Linked DNA regions of Macaca mulatta: region 2 is linked to region 1. Evidence: chromatin contacts called from public Hi-C data. All regions are on one chromosome and are shown on one strand. The core of a region is the stretch at or near the end of the contact, and the rest is flanking DNA. Distances in the headings are between cores, read along the strand shown.

Region 1 (7,451 bases), core at 3,526-6,025:
CTACAGCCGGGCGCGGTGGCTCAAGCCTGTAATCCCAGCACTTTGGGAGGCCGAGACGGGCGGATCACTAGGTCAGGAGATCGAGACCATCCTGGCTAACACGGTGAAACCCCGTCTCTACTAAAAAATACAAAAAACTAGCCGGGCGAGGTGGTGGGCGCCTGTAGTCCCAGCTACTCAGGAGGCTGAGACAGGAGAATGGCGTGAACCCGGGAGGCGGAGCTTGCAGTGAGCTGAGATCCGGCCACTGCACTCCAGCCTGGGCGACAGGGCGAGACTCCGTCTCAAAAAAAAAAAAAAAAAAAAAAAAAAAAAAGCAAACTACAAAACAATTACCCTACCTTAAAAAAAAAAAAAAAAGTAGTGATTCCTTAAAATCATTCATTATCAAGGGACTATTCAAGTTTCCCCATTATCTCCTCAAATCTGCATCTTGTTGACTCTCTGCTGAAGTTCTATTCACATGCAGAAAACCCCTATTTGTAACAGACTTCTCCAGTTACTCCCATGCAGGGGTCCAAGGATGGGGAGGCACAACATTGATCCCCGTCCACAGGAGGGCTCTGACAGTGAGAGGCCAAGGGGTGGGATGGGAAGACAGCCTACGGGGTCACCCCCTGGTGCAGGCCCCACAGACCAGGTGGGTCACACAGGAGAAAGCCACTTCTGGTCTGACCAGAACTGGGGAGCCAGCCAGCTGCAGGTACCAATTCCAGGGCAATGCCAGGCTAACTGGCCCACTTACAGGGTGAGGCTGGACAAAGGCCTCCCCACGCGCAGGCTCTCTGGGCTACAAAGACTGCATCTTCAGGCCGGGCGCGGTGGCTCAAGCCTGTAATCCCAGCACTTTGGGAGGCCGAGACGGGCGGATCACGAGGTCAGGAGATCGAGACCATCCTGGCTAACACGTGAAACCCCGTCTCTATTAAAAAATACAAAAATTAGCCGGGAGCAGTGGCGGGCGCCTGTAGTCCCAGCTACTCGGGAGGCTGAGGCAGGAGAATGGCGTGAACCCGGGAGGTGGAGCTTGCAGTGAGCTGAGATCCAGCTACTGCACTCCAGCCTGGGGGACAGAGTGAGACTCCGTCTCAAAAAAAAAAAAAAAAAAGACTTCATCTTCACCCAGGGTCCCCACATCCCAGCAACAAGAGAGTCAGCACTGTAAATCATTTTACGGAACGCTCCAGAATACAAGCTCTGATTGTGGCTTCTGTAAATTGGCTCTATCTTTCTTTTTTTTCTCTTTTCTTTTCTTTTTTTTTTATTTTTTGAGATGGAGTTTCGCTCTTGTTACCCAGACTGGAGTGCAATGGCACAATCTCGGCTCACTGCAACCTCCGCCTCCCAAGTTCAAGCGATTCTTCTGCCTCAGCCTCCTAAGTAACTGGAATTACAGGCACCCGCCACCACACCCAGCTAATTTTTGTATTTTTAGTAGAGACAGGGTTTCATCATGTTGGCCAGGAAGGTCTCTATCTCTTGACCTCATGATCCACCCACCTCGGCCTCCCAAAGTGCTGGGATTACAGGCGTGATCTGTGCCTGGCCAGGTTCCTTCTTTTCATTAATTCCATTATAAAACCAAAGACAGAACCCGGCCTGGTGCAGTGGCTCACACCTGTAATTCCAGCACTTCGAGAGGCTGAGGCGGGCAGATCACTTAAGGTCAGGAGTTCGAGACCAGCCTGGCCAACACGGTGAAACCCCGTCTCTACTAAAAATACAAAAATTAGCTGAGTGTGGTGGTGGGCGCCTGTAGTCCCAGCTACTCAGGAAGCTGAGGAGAGGAGAATTGCTCAAACTGGGGAGGCAGAGGTTGCAGTGAGCCAAGATCCTGTCACTGCACTCCAGCCTGGGCGACAGAGTGAGACTCTATCTAAAAAAAAAAAAAAAAAAAAGACAAAGGTAGAGCCCCTCTCTGTCTTTTCCCTTGGGGGAAATAATTCTAACCCCATAACATACTGAAATTCATAGCCACTCAACTACTGTTTATTGACCTGTGAGCTAGACCTCAGGCACTATTCTAGGCATTCATGGTACCACATGGTACAACACAATTCCTAATCTCAGGAAACTTCCTGGTAGATCTGCATCTAAGAGCACGGCAAGCAAAGAAAACACAAAAAAACCTTGTAGATTTCACACACATCTACCTATAAATAAAGCATGCCAAGTTATCTGCCTGCTGGGTGGTGTCCATGCCGAGGTCCCCCTCCATCAGCATGGTTATTCCAGAGCTGGCTACAGTCCCCAGAAAGCCTCAGAGCTTCCTTTAGGAACACCCTGCCCCCCATAGACCTACCAGTAAACTCAAATTTCTCTACATATTGCACTCCCCAAAAGATAGCCACCAGCCACAGGTGGCTACCCACCTGAATTTAAATTGATGCAATTAAAAATTCTGTTCCGTTCATAACCAGCCTGACCCACATGGCAAAACCCCATCTCTACTGAAAAAATACAAAAACATTAGCTGGGCATGGTGGCAGGTGCGTGTAATTCCCAGCTACTCAGGAGGCTGAGGCGGAAGAATCACTAGAACCCCGGAGGCGGAGGTTGCAGTGAGTCAAGATGGCATCTAGCCTGGGGGACAGGGCAAGACTCTGTCTCAAAAAAAAAACAAAACAAACAAAAAAAAGCCCTTATCCCTTCAACAGTGTCTGAACTGAGAACGTGTGACCATTCTGTCTCTAAGATGGTGGGGATTTGGACGTCCTTGCCTCTGCTAGACTGTGACCCCTTAAGGCAGGGGCCAAATTTTCCACATATCAGTTTCCCTCCTGGTGCTATGCTTCTTGGCAGTGTCCACTGAAGTCTTGTTAAATTCATGGGCTTGGCTGTGCTAGGCCAGGAGGCTCCTCTTTCAACTCGGGGTGTCGGCTCAGATGTCCTTAAAGGGCTCCCCATCCTAGTACAGTCACTCTCCAGTGTCCTGCAGTTTCTGAGTCAAGCCCGAGTGACCACAGCCTTCTCTTCACAGGCCTACCCCTACCACCACTCCCACCTACTCCTTTGGCAGTCACGCTCTGCACCTGAGACTCACCTACTCACTCATGAGCAGGGGGCAGCCAGGCATCCTGCTCACCAGTCGTCTGGCCAAGGCAGCCACTTAGAAACAATATGCAACTGGCCAGGCATGGTGACTCATGCCTGTAATCTCTGCACTTTGGGAGGCCGAGACGGGCAGATCACCTAAGGTCAGGAGTTCGAGACCAGCCTGGCCAACATGCTGAAACCTCATCTCTACTAAAAATACAAAAATTAGCTGGGCATGGTGGTGCACACCTGTAGTCCCAGCTACTCGGGAGGCTAAGGCAGGAGAATCGCTTGAACTAAGGAGGCAGAGGTTGCAGTTAGCAGAGAGTGTGTCACCGCACTCCAGCAGCCTGGGTGACGGAGTGAGACTCCACCTCCAAAAAAAAAAAGAAAAAAAAAAAGGAAACAATATGCAATTGGTTTACGGTGGGTAAGAAAAAGCACACACGGGCCAGGCACAGTGGCTCACGCCTGTAATCCCAGCACTTTGGGAGGCCGAGGCGGGCGGATCACCTGAGGTCAGGAATTCAAGACCAGCCTGGCCAACATGGTGAAACCCCATCTCTACTAAAAATACAAAAATTAGCCAGGCATGATGGCGGGTTCCTGTAATCCCAGCAACTCAGGAGGCTGAGGTGGGAGAATCACTTGAACCCAGGAGGCGGAGGTTGCAGTGAGCTGAGATCGCGCCATTGCATTCCAGTCTGGGTGACAGAGTGAGACTGTCTCAAAAAAAAAAAAAAAAAAAAAAAAGCACACACTTACTGTATGGAAGTGTCTAAAGCTATACAAAAATCTAGTAACTAGGCTGGGAGCAGTGGCTCACACCTGTAATCCCAGCACTTTGAGAGGCTGAGGCGGGAGGATCACCTGAGGTCAGGAGTTCAAGACCAGCCTGGCCAACACGGTGAAACCCCATCTCCACTAAAAATACAAAAATTAGCCAGGCGTGGTGGCACACGCCTGTAGTCCCAGCTACTCGGGAGGCTGAGGCACAAGAACTTTTTCCAGCTGGGTGCGGTGGCTCACGTCTGTAATCCCAGCACTTTGGGATGCCAAGGCGGGCAGATCATGGATCACCTGAGGTCAGGAGTTCGAGACCAGCCCGGCCAACATAGAGAAACCCCGTCTCTACTAAAAACACAAAAATTAGCCAGGCGTGGTGGCACATGCCTGTAGTCCCAGCTACTCTGGAGGCTGAGGCCCAAGAATCACTTGAACCCGGGACACGGGGGTTGCAGTGAGCTGAGATCTGGCCACCGCACTCCAGCCCGGGTGACAGAATGAGACTCTGTCTCAAAAAAACAAAAAATCTAGTAACTGTTAGAAGCTGGGTGAAAAAAGACAACACGTATAAACTGGCTATTCATCATCCTGAAGAAGTAAATAAAAGGCCAGTCTTCCACGGGAAGATTTAAATCAAGGTTTCCTTTATTCAGGAGAGGGGTGGGAAGAACACTGGATCTGGAGTCAGAAGACTTGGGTAGGGGCTGTCCCTGGAGCTCCTGGAGCAGGATGACCTTACACAGTTCCTCAACTCCCAAAACTGCCACCTCCTCCACACAGGTAGCAGAGGCAGTACTGACCATCAACCTCCCAGGGAAGTTGGGCAAAGCAAGTGGGATGAGACAGGTATAAGCTCTTTGCAAACCATGGAGCCCAAGGTTCCCAGCCAATACTCAGCAGAGCTGATGCAGGGACCTGATGCAGGCCATCTGTCTCCAGTTACTTCTTTTTTTTTTTTTTTTTTGCCCCTCTTTCCCCACCTCCGGAGTCAATGGGACCAGAACAGCCACAACGCCAAAGTCAAAGGGGCAGGGCTCCCCTCAAAGACGTTCCCTCTCTGGAAAAGTCAAAACCGACCTTGAGGTCAGGAGAGGCCCTGGACCAGGCCAGAAAATGAGACTGAGGGTCAAGGAGCTTCGATGACCCAGGACTTGTTATATGCCCAGCCTTCCGGGAGATGTCAACATCTACAGGAAAGTAACTTGCTTCTATTGGACTTGGCTTGAGTCCAAGGTCAGTCTGTGATGCTTAAGCCCCAAATGCGAGGAACCCACCACCAAAACAGAAAGCAGTTCTCACTCCTGGTAGTCCATCAAGCAGGACAGGACCCGTCGCAGGCCACAGTGCCTGTGTGCAGTGGCTGAAAATCTAGACTCCTTGCCCTCACTTAGCTCATGCACAAATGCCAGCCTGCTTCTGCTTCTGCCGAAGGGAACTGCAGAGTAACCTTGAGGCTGCCCTCCCCACCTCCCATGGGAAATGAGCTTGTTCATGATCTCCAGCCTCCAGCTTCTCTGGGGGCTTGCATCTATCTACTCAGTAACTGCTGGAGGAAGGGGGGATGCCCTAGAAGGACAACCCTTTGCCTCTATTGTGTAAGATGCTTTCAGGCCCAACAGACCACTGATTCCCTTTGCTTGATAGTAAACTGTTAGAGGCAAACAGTGTTATCTGTTCTTCCTTTCAACACCTGCCCTCCCCCAAACCGAAGCAGTGCACTGAAGACGGTAGCTCTGCAACCTGCTCCCACAGGGGCACCCACCGAGGGGTTCACGCGGCTCTGGGCACCTCCCCTCCACCTCTGAGGGCTTTGGTTAGCGCAGCACAACCGCCGAGGTAACGATCCCGAATCCTCGAGGAGGCTAAGCAGGACCACGGGACTGAGGCTCCGGGATGCTCGGGCGAGGCCCGAGGCGGGGCGGCCCACGGGCGCCGGTCGCCGGGCTCTGGAGCTGTGCACTGACCTCCGCCCGCCCCATCCCTGCCTGGCTTTCTCGCCTAAACGACCCGTGGCGCGGCCGCCGCCCTGGAAATGCGGCCGGGAGGAGCCGGCGGGAGGCGGGCGGGGGCCGCGCGGCTTGTGCTGCATCGCGAGTCGCATCCTGGCCGCGGGCTGGCGGGGGCTCGGGGCGGCGGCGCAGGAGGCCGTGCGGGGAATCGGCGGGCGGGGGCGGCCTCGGCGGGTGGGGACCGAGCGGGACAGGCCGGGGGCGGTGACCGGCGCGCCTGGCCACTGCTGGCGCCGCGCGGGCCCTCTCTTACCGGCAGATCTGGATGGCGGACGGCGTCTCGACGTCTGGGCCCGACATGCTGGGGGCTGCGGAGGCGGATGCGGCGGGCGGCTGCAGAAGGGCGCAGGTGTCTGGCAGGCCCGGCGAGGAATGAATGAGCCCCGGCCGCGCCATAAAGGGGGAGGGCGGAGGTGGAGCGATGGGGCCGTCGAGGCGGGGCCTGCGCGCCGGGGGCGAATCGAACGCGGCCTCCCCGCGCCGATCCCGCCCCCGCGCCGGCCCCACCCCGAGCCCCGCCTCCCAGGCCGCCAAGGCTGCCGCGAGCTCGCGCGGGTGTACGATTCTGGCGGCGTGAGGGCCCAGGCGGGCGCCGCTTCCAGAAGGTTCGGTGGCGGTTGGGCCGCGCCGCTGGGGAGAAGGCCCGCGAGCCGCGGCAGCCGCGTCCGACCCGGTGGCAGTCCGGAGGGAAGCGTCCAGGGCGGCCCAAGTGGCGGAGCGGGGCGGACTTGGGCCCTCGCTCTCCGCGCGGCGGTAAATATTTGTGCTGGGCGTTCCCGGCCGCCCGCGCTGGCGATTCGCTGCTGCGTCCCGTGCCTGGGCGGCCGGATGAGGTCAGAGCGGAAGGCGCGGCCCGGGTGCCTGGCAGTCGGGCCCGATTCCCACCCCCGCCCCAACCCACCCCGGCTCCAGTCGCCCGCATCGTGGCTCTCGCTACGATCGGCCCTAAGAGAGAATGGAAGGCTGTTTCCTGGAAAGGAGCATTGGTGGCGGCTGCTGGGAAGCACACGGGCGCGCACACGGGGATCGGAACGGGCCTTTGGTGCCGCAGCACAAAGCGTCACGAGATGGGGAGGAGGAAAGGCCCGCGCCTGGCTGCAGCTTTTACTGGGAGCGCTGAGCGCCAGCCTGGGGGTGCACGTGTTGCAGTGAGGAGCCCTGAAACATGCGGTGTTTTACTGCACACGATGTGCCGTTGAATGGAGTCCAGGCCAGTCGGGGTCACCAAAAAAAATCCACCAAGAAAAACACCCAAGAGGAGAGAAGCGGTCACCCCCCACGTGCTGGAATGACAGTTTTTTACTTGCTAGGCAGTTTGACCTTTTCCGAATTTTCTGCAGTGCACATAGATTTGTACTTACATCTTTAAATTAAAACCCACGCAACTCCGGCTCCCCAGTGCAATTTGAACAACCCATTTACACTCAGCTAGGTAGCTCTGAAGGAACTGTGCCTCACCCCGGTCACCCTTGAGTTACCAGACCGTGGAGGCAGCCCACAGCATGATCTGTAGCTCGCAGGGGCAGTCCAAGTCAGAACTCTGTGATTTCAATACTTTTATAGTAAGAATTTCGTTTTTCTGTTTTCTTTTTCCGATATAGAGTCTCGTTCTGTGGCCCA
Region 2 (6,595 bases), core at 1,950-4,449, 140 kb before region 1:
GACTCCTTTGTGCCTGAGTTTTCTCCTCTGTAAACTGGACATAATACTTACCTTGAAAAACGTTGTGGGTTGTTACTGCACTATGCCAGGGAAAGTGTTTAGAATGCAGACAGGCACATAGTAAGCACTCAGCAAAGCCTCCCCATCTAAATAAATGTCTCTCTTAAAGCCCTCCCAGCTCACTGAGCTGTGATTTTTTTTTTTTTTTTTTTTTTTTTGAGATAGAGTCTTGGTCTGTTGCCAGGCTGGAGTGCAGTGGCATGATCTCGGCTCACTGCAACTTCTGACTCCCTGGTTCAAGCGATTCTCCTGCCTCAGCCTCCTGGATAGATGGGGTTTATAGGCACGTGCCACCACGCCCAGCTAATTTTTGTATTTTTAGTAGAAACGGGGTTTCATCACGCTGGCCAGGCTGGTCTCATACTCCTGACCTTGTGATCCACCCGCCTCGGCCTCCCAAAGTATTGGGATTACAGGCATGCACCACCTCGCCCAGTTAATTTTGTATTTTTAGTAGAAATGTGGTTTCTCCATGTTGGTCAGGCTGGTCTTGAACTCCCAACCTCAGGTGATTCGCCTGCCTGGGCCTCTCAAAGTGCTGGGATTACAGGCGTGAGCACCCAGCCTTGTGCTGTCTCTTATGGGTCAAGACACTGAGCTTGGAGGTGCTGGGGAGCCTCAGACCTGCGGGCAGATACATATTCACTGGGACCAGGACCTGGGGCAGACTAGCCTCAGGAGTGAGGGGAGCACTGGGCCACCTCCAGCCTTTGGGGTGCCTGGCAGCCTTTTGGGGGTTCAGAGCAGAGTGTGAGTAATCGCTGTGGGCGAGAGGGCTGCAGACACCAGTGGTCTTTATGCTATCAAATAGGAAACTGGACTCAGCATGCACTTATCAAGTCAACATCTATTTCTACTTGCCCAGGGCCGCCTTGGCTGTGAGACTGGGAGGCCTTCCCTCAGATGCCCAATAGGCTCTGTCTAGCCCAGCCCACCCTGTCCACGTGTTGATTACTGGTGCAGGGTGGTGAGGAAGGGGCCATAGGCTGCAACCAGCCCAGCCCTTCACGGTGCCAGTTCTTCCTCTCGTCTAGCCTAATGGTGCCTTACTGCCGGGAAAGGCTCTAGGTCTGAAGGCCGGGTGCCGTGGCTCGTGGCTCATGCCTGTAATCCTAGCACTCTGGGAGGCCAAGGTGAGTGGATGGCTTGAGCCCAGGAGTTCGAGACCAGCCTGGGCAACATGGTGAAAACCTGTCTGTACAAAAAATAAAAAATTGGCCAGGCGTGGTGGTGTGAGCCTATAGTCCCAGCTACTTGGGAGGCTGAGGTGCGAGGATCACCTGAGCCTGGGGAGGTCAAGGATACAGTGAGCCATGATTGTGCCACTGTACTCGCCTGAGTGACAGAGTGAGACCCTGTCTTAAAAAGAAAAAAAAAAGGTTCTAGGTCTGTGGGCAGGGGCACGTGCATCCTCTTGTAAACGGGCATGCTCCTCCAGTGAGTGTCCCCAAAATTCTTCCCCACTGTAAAGCCTGTCCAGCAGAAGCAGGGAGAGGTGAAGCCGTTTGCCCTGGCCAGCACATGCCTGAGCCAGGATCCAAACTCCACTTGCCTGACACCAAAGTCCTGGCCTCTCAAACCCTAAACTGTTGGGGAAAAGCGCATTTTGTTGTTGTTGTTGTTGTTGTTGTCCCTAGAGCTGAGTTCTTTCTGAATCTCAGGTCTGCAGGGCAGGTCTCACTGTTCCCACACTGCAGACGGGAATACTTCAGGCAGAAGCTCAGGGCAACACGGAGAGGATAGTGTCAGGGCTGGGTTTGGGGACAGGCACTCCTGGGTGCTGTAGTCCTGGCATGGGAGAGGAATGTCCTGGGGGGCGGGGCGTGGACACCGGGTTCCAAGTGCAGAGTGACAGAGGACTGGTTGTGTGGGAACAAAGTGTCCGTCTGGCTCTGAGACAGTGACCACAGACCCACGGATTGCACCCTTTCTGTTCATTCATCATAGAATGGAGCGGCCACTAGGGCCAGACCCCAGGCTGGGATCCCCACAGTGCCGACGGGACCCAGGATGGCACTGTTTCCTGCTGGGAAGTTTCTCCTGCAGGGCACTTAAAGCATCCCGCAGCATCTCAGGACCTGGCTTCCCACCTCCCCGCCTACTGCAGGGACGACTGCAGGTGCGGCCAGCCTGGGACCCACCCGGCCTCCCTCTGCAAGACCCGCGGGCGTGGCCGGGGCGTGACGTCACGGCTCTGGGCCAATGAGGCCGCGCAGCCGCGAGGCCCCATTGCGCAACAAAGAGAACCCAGAACTTGAAAGAATTCCCCGGGCTCTGGCTGCGCCCCGGCTTCCGCCCCCACGCTGGTCTCCGCCCGCGCTGCAGCCGATCTGTTCCACGGGGTCCGGCCTGGCCGTTGCCCAGGGAGGGACGCGCACCGCGAGACCTGGACATCTCCGGCACGCCCCCCGCCAGTCCCCGCCCCTACAGTCCCAACCCCCCGGGGTTCCAATCCCCCCACGGCTCGTGCAACCCCTGCTTCGACTCGCGTGCTCTCGCGTACTGGTCCCCAGTGGGTCCCCCAAGTCCTGCCCCACGCCGAGGGCGCGTCCAAGCGGCTGCCTGGGAAACCTGGCGGGACTGCGGCCTCCGGACCCCTCCGGGTTGCGCTGAGCAGGGGCGGGCTCGGGATCTCCAGACCGCCCCGCCCCCGTCCCCTGAGAGCCCCCAGGGACGGCGTTGCCAGGTCCCGATGCAAGGGGACGGAGGGAGGGGCTGGCCCCGGGGAAGTTACCCTGAAGGTCCCCAAGTTGGGGGGATGCCAGCGCTAAGCGCCGCTCGTGGCCCTTCGTACGGACCCCGCGACCAAGAGAGCGCGGAAAGCCCCCTCCTTTCCCGCCGTGTCCTCCCCCCGGGGTCCTCCGGCCCGTCCGCCCCCAGGGGCCAGGGCGGCGGCGCTCACCCTGCATTCGGGCGTCCGGGGCTCCGGCTCGCTGCTCCCGCCTCCGGCTCCGGCTGCGGTTCCCGCGCCTTTGGGCCGAGCGCGGGCCGCCGAGGGCCGCGGGGGTGGCTGGCGGCGGAGCGGCCCGTGGGCCGGGGCATGCTGGCGGCGACCACCGGCGGCCGGCGCGCTCCGCTCGGTGGGCTCGGCTCCGCCGCCCCTCCCTCCCCTGGGCGCCTCCGCCGCCGCAGCGCTCCGCTCCCGCCGCTCCGCTGCTGCGCCGGGCGGCCGGGGGCGGGGGGCGGGGGGCGGAGCAGGGCGCATGTCTCCGGCGGGGCCTCCGCGCCGCCCCTCGGCCCGCCCCGCCCCCGCCCGCTCCGAGGCGCGGCATCCGCGGCCGTCTGTCGGTCTCTCAGTCAGTCCGTCGGTCCGTCCGTCCGTCCGTCCATCCGTCTGCCCGTCCGCAGCCCAGCCGTGCCCCCGCGTCCGTCCGCGGCCGGGCCGAGCCGCCCTGGGCCGGTGGCGCCTCCTGACAGCGCGGCGCCGCTGGCTCCCAGCTCGGCTCGGTGCACACTCCCGACGCCGCCTTTAGACGCCGGGGCAAGACCCAGGCCCGGAGCTCTGGGGGTCCGCGGGCCAGAGGGAGCTGGGGCAGAAATGGACACTGAGAACCTGGGGCCAGGGCTGGGGCTCAGGGAGGCCTTCTCGGAGGAAGCCGCATCTAAGATGAACAATCGGGGCGGGGCGTGGAGAGGACACGGGACCAACGGCCAGCGGCTTCTAGGAACTGGGAATCAGTCTGGATCAGGGGCAGCGAGGGGCAAGGTTGGGCCAGTTACGGATTCACGCTGCTCCCTGGACCTGGGGGGGTCCATTGAGGGAATAAAGTGGATGGGCCACCGGGCTGCCGAGTGGTCCCCGCCACCCCTACAGGCTCAGAAATGTTCTGAAACTCTGAGCACCACCGCCCAGCCGGGAGAGGCCAGTGTCTGCAGCCCAGCGCCTGAACCCTTCTCCGTCTCCTCTCCTCCCGTCCTTCCCGCCCCTCCGCCCCTCCCTCCCAAGCCCTCATGCCATCACCACTCCTCATAGAGCACAGGCTGTCTCCCATAGACTGACAGCCTCAGCTGGCCCCATGCAGGGGGAACCGTTTCTGCTCCTTGATGGGAGCCCTGAGACGCCTCCTGAGGATCGTGCCTGTCTCTTATAGAAAGCCCCTGACCACACACACAATGGGCACAAGGCCTCCGGGGCTGCCTGGCATAGTGTCCTTCCATGCCTCTGGGACATATCCGTGACTAGACGCCCCTGTGTCTGGAGGAAAGTGGGCACCTGACCAGGAGACCCAAACCGATTGCAGCCAAAACAGATGCTTGGAGCTTGCCCAGTCCGGCCAGAGCTGCTCCACAGCCTGCACCTGCCTAAACTGTCCCCATACCCCAGGTCCCTGAACAGCTTTTAGGGGGCCCAGGATGGGCCTCAGGGTCTGTCCCATGAGACAAAAGAAGTGTTTGTAGAGAAAGGCCCCACAATAACTGTGGGGCTGGGCAAGGAGGAACCCGGGGCCATGCACACCTATACTCCTGGGTTTCTGGGACAGCCAGGGCCCTCAGTGCCCCCAGTGAGCCCTCTGTGGACAGGTTGGCTCCCCCTCCAGGTGGCCCTGGTTATAAATAGACCACCAGCAGTGGGAGGCTGGCACAGGGCAGCTGTAATCAAGGGTGGTGTTTCTAAATGTCTCGCCTGTGACTCGGGCTGAAACGGTAGAAACGCCACACTTAATTATGGCCACCGAGAGCCATGCCACTTAGAAACACCACAGTTAAGATTGCACACACGGCTATGGAGAGCCATGCCTCTGTCTGGGCCTGGCTCCCCTCAGCCAGCCCAGCTGACCCACTGCCTGCACCAGTGCCTCTGCCCGGCCTCAGCTGTCTCTGGGGCAGGTGGGAGATGGCCTCTGATGGCTGCCCTGGGGCCCTGGGCTTATTTTGTGCTGTGCTGAGATCTGTTGCAAAGGGCTGGGTGCCCCTGGGAGGCGGTTTTTAGGTGCCTGGTTTGCCCAAAGCCACACGGATGAGTGGCTGAGCCAGGACTGAACTAGGGAGTCTGATGTGGGGCCCACCTTCAAGTGAAGGATGTGGGTGCTTTGAGGACCTGGTCCCCTCAGTGAGCCCCTGGGCTCAGGCCCCACTGTGGCCAGCCCTGGGCCTTCTGCTTGCTGGGAAGGGTGGCCTCCTCATCGCTCTGAACCCAGGGCACCATTCTGGCATGGGTCATGGGTGGAGCTGGGGGCCGAGGCTGGCTGAGGCCAGCCCCAGGGGGCCAAGGGGCAGGGTGGGGTGGCAGAAGCTTCATGTGGCTGAGCTTGTCCCTCCCACCCCCAACCCCCTCCCAGACAGGAAATAAGCCCGTCAGCCGTGACTGGGGCCTGGGACAGATTCCCAAGCTCTTGGCTGGTGTTTCTGCACATCTGGAGCCAAGTCCTCACTCTCCAGGGGCCAGAGGGAGCCTTGTGCGAGACTGCAGCTGTTGACGGGCCGGTCTTCTCCAGGCGGCAGGACAGATGTTGGGGCTTCAGGGACAGACTGAGTCGGGAACATTCTCCCAGATGCCACCTCTGGGCATGCTTGGTTGGAGCCTCCTTTTCAGCAGTGGATGCAGGTGGGGTCCTGGCCCCTGTAGTGGCCTTGGCAGGGCCAGATGCACAGATAAACCGTGCTGCACTGATACCCTCACCACACACGTGCTCACAGATATGCAGAGACAGATGCACACACACATGCATAGATATGTCAGTGACACGTATGCCCACAGCTTCACACCGATGGCACTGACACATATTCGTGCTGTCCCTCAGACCCCTGCCCTATAAGCCATCCCGGCAGCCTCCTGCCTGAGTGGCTAGGGGAGTTTCCACATCAGGCACAGGGTCCTGGTGCCAGCTGGGGGGCTCCTTCACACAGGACGTTGGGGTGTCTGGGCAGTTTCTAGCAAGAGGCTGGGTCAGGTTGGGGCTCCCACATGCTGAGCCAGGCCACATTCGGCTCTTCCCACACCATCACCTCTGAGTCTTTCCAAGCAGCCCCACCCTGTTCATAGGAAAGCCACACAGGCTCAGAGCCGGCATCCTCTGCAAGCCAGTGGGGTTGTGGGGTGCTGGCACTCCCACCAGGCAGTGTGGCCCTGAGCCCACATCCTCCCAGCATCAGGGCTGCCTGTGAGGTCCAGGGAGCTGGGGTATCTGGGGCCAGGACACCAAACCAGGGCCCCATGGGAAATGGGCATTCATAGCCAGCGAGTCACCAGCTGGTGTGGCTGTGCCTGAGGTTCTAGGGCACACACCGGTGCTGGGAGGGCTGAGACTGTCCGTGGGAGCCCCCACATCCCACACCCCCTGGGAAAGCAGCCCCCCAAGACAAATGACTACCCAGGACGCGTGGGTCCAGCCAAGCAGCAGCTTTATTAGTGGTGCTGGGTTCTTCCCACACCCTACAGCGTGCTCGGAAGCATTCCCAAGGGTTTCTGCGGAATGCCTCCCAGCGCTCGGGCCAACACTGTGTAGCATTGACACTGGAATGATATAAATAAAGCTTTGGTGTGTTGGTTTGCAGGAGAGAGTACAGGTTAACACTGTGATACGAAAACTTCAGA

What was found. Hi-C and Micro-C count contacts between places; a contact is called where the count stands out from the background.
Region 2: a contact with region 1 is called in a Hi-C map of fetal cortical plate, with 2.0 times the contacts expected there. The contact joins the promoter of GPR153 here to the promoter of LOC144336769 in region 1. A contact is called at or near these places in 5 of 14 Hi-C or Micro-C datasets (CD4 T cells, cortical neurons, fetal cortex germinal zone and 2 more).

Annotation. Positions count from the first base shown.
Region 1 is chr1:234,392,955-234,400,405 of T2T-MMU8v2.0, reverse strand. LOC144336769 reads left to right here and starts at 4,775. Exons shown (of 2, transcript XM_077978021.1): 1 at 4,775-7,263. The coding sequence starts at 6,204. The coding sequence ends at 6,983. ACOT7 (acyl-CoA thioesterase 7) reads right to left here. Exons shown (of 10, transcript XM_077977866.1): 2 at 6,085-6,227. The coding sequence starts at 6,227. It also overlaps a transcript of RPL22 not described here.
Region 2 is chr1:234,528,540-234,535,134 of T2T-MMU8v2.0, reverse strand. GPR153 (G protein-coupled receptor 153) reads right to left here and starts at 3,199. Exons shown (of 6, transcript XM_015141456.3): 1 at 2,963-3,199. It overlaps ACOT7 (acyl-CoA thioesterase 7), which reads right to left. Exons shown (of 10, transcript XM_077977866.1): 10 at 6,386-6,595. It also overlaps a transcript of RPL22 not described here.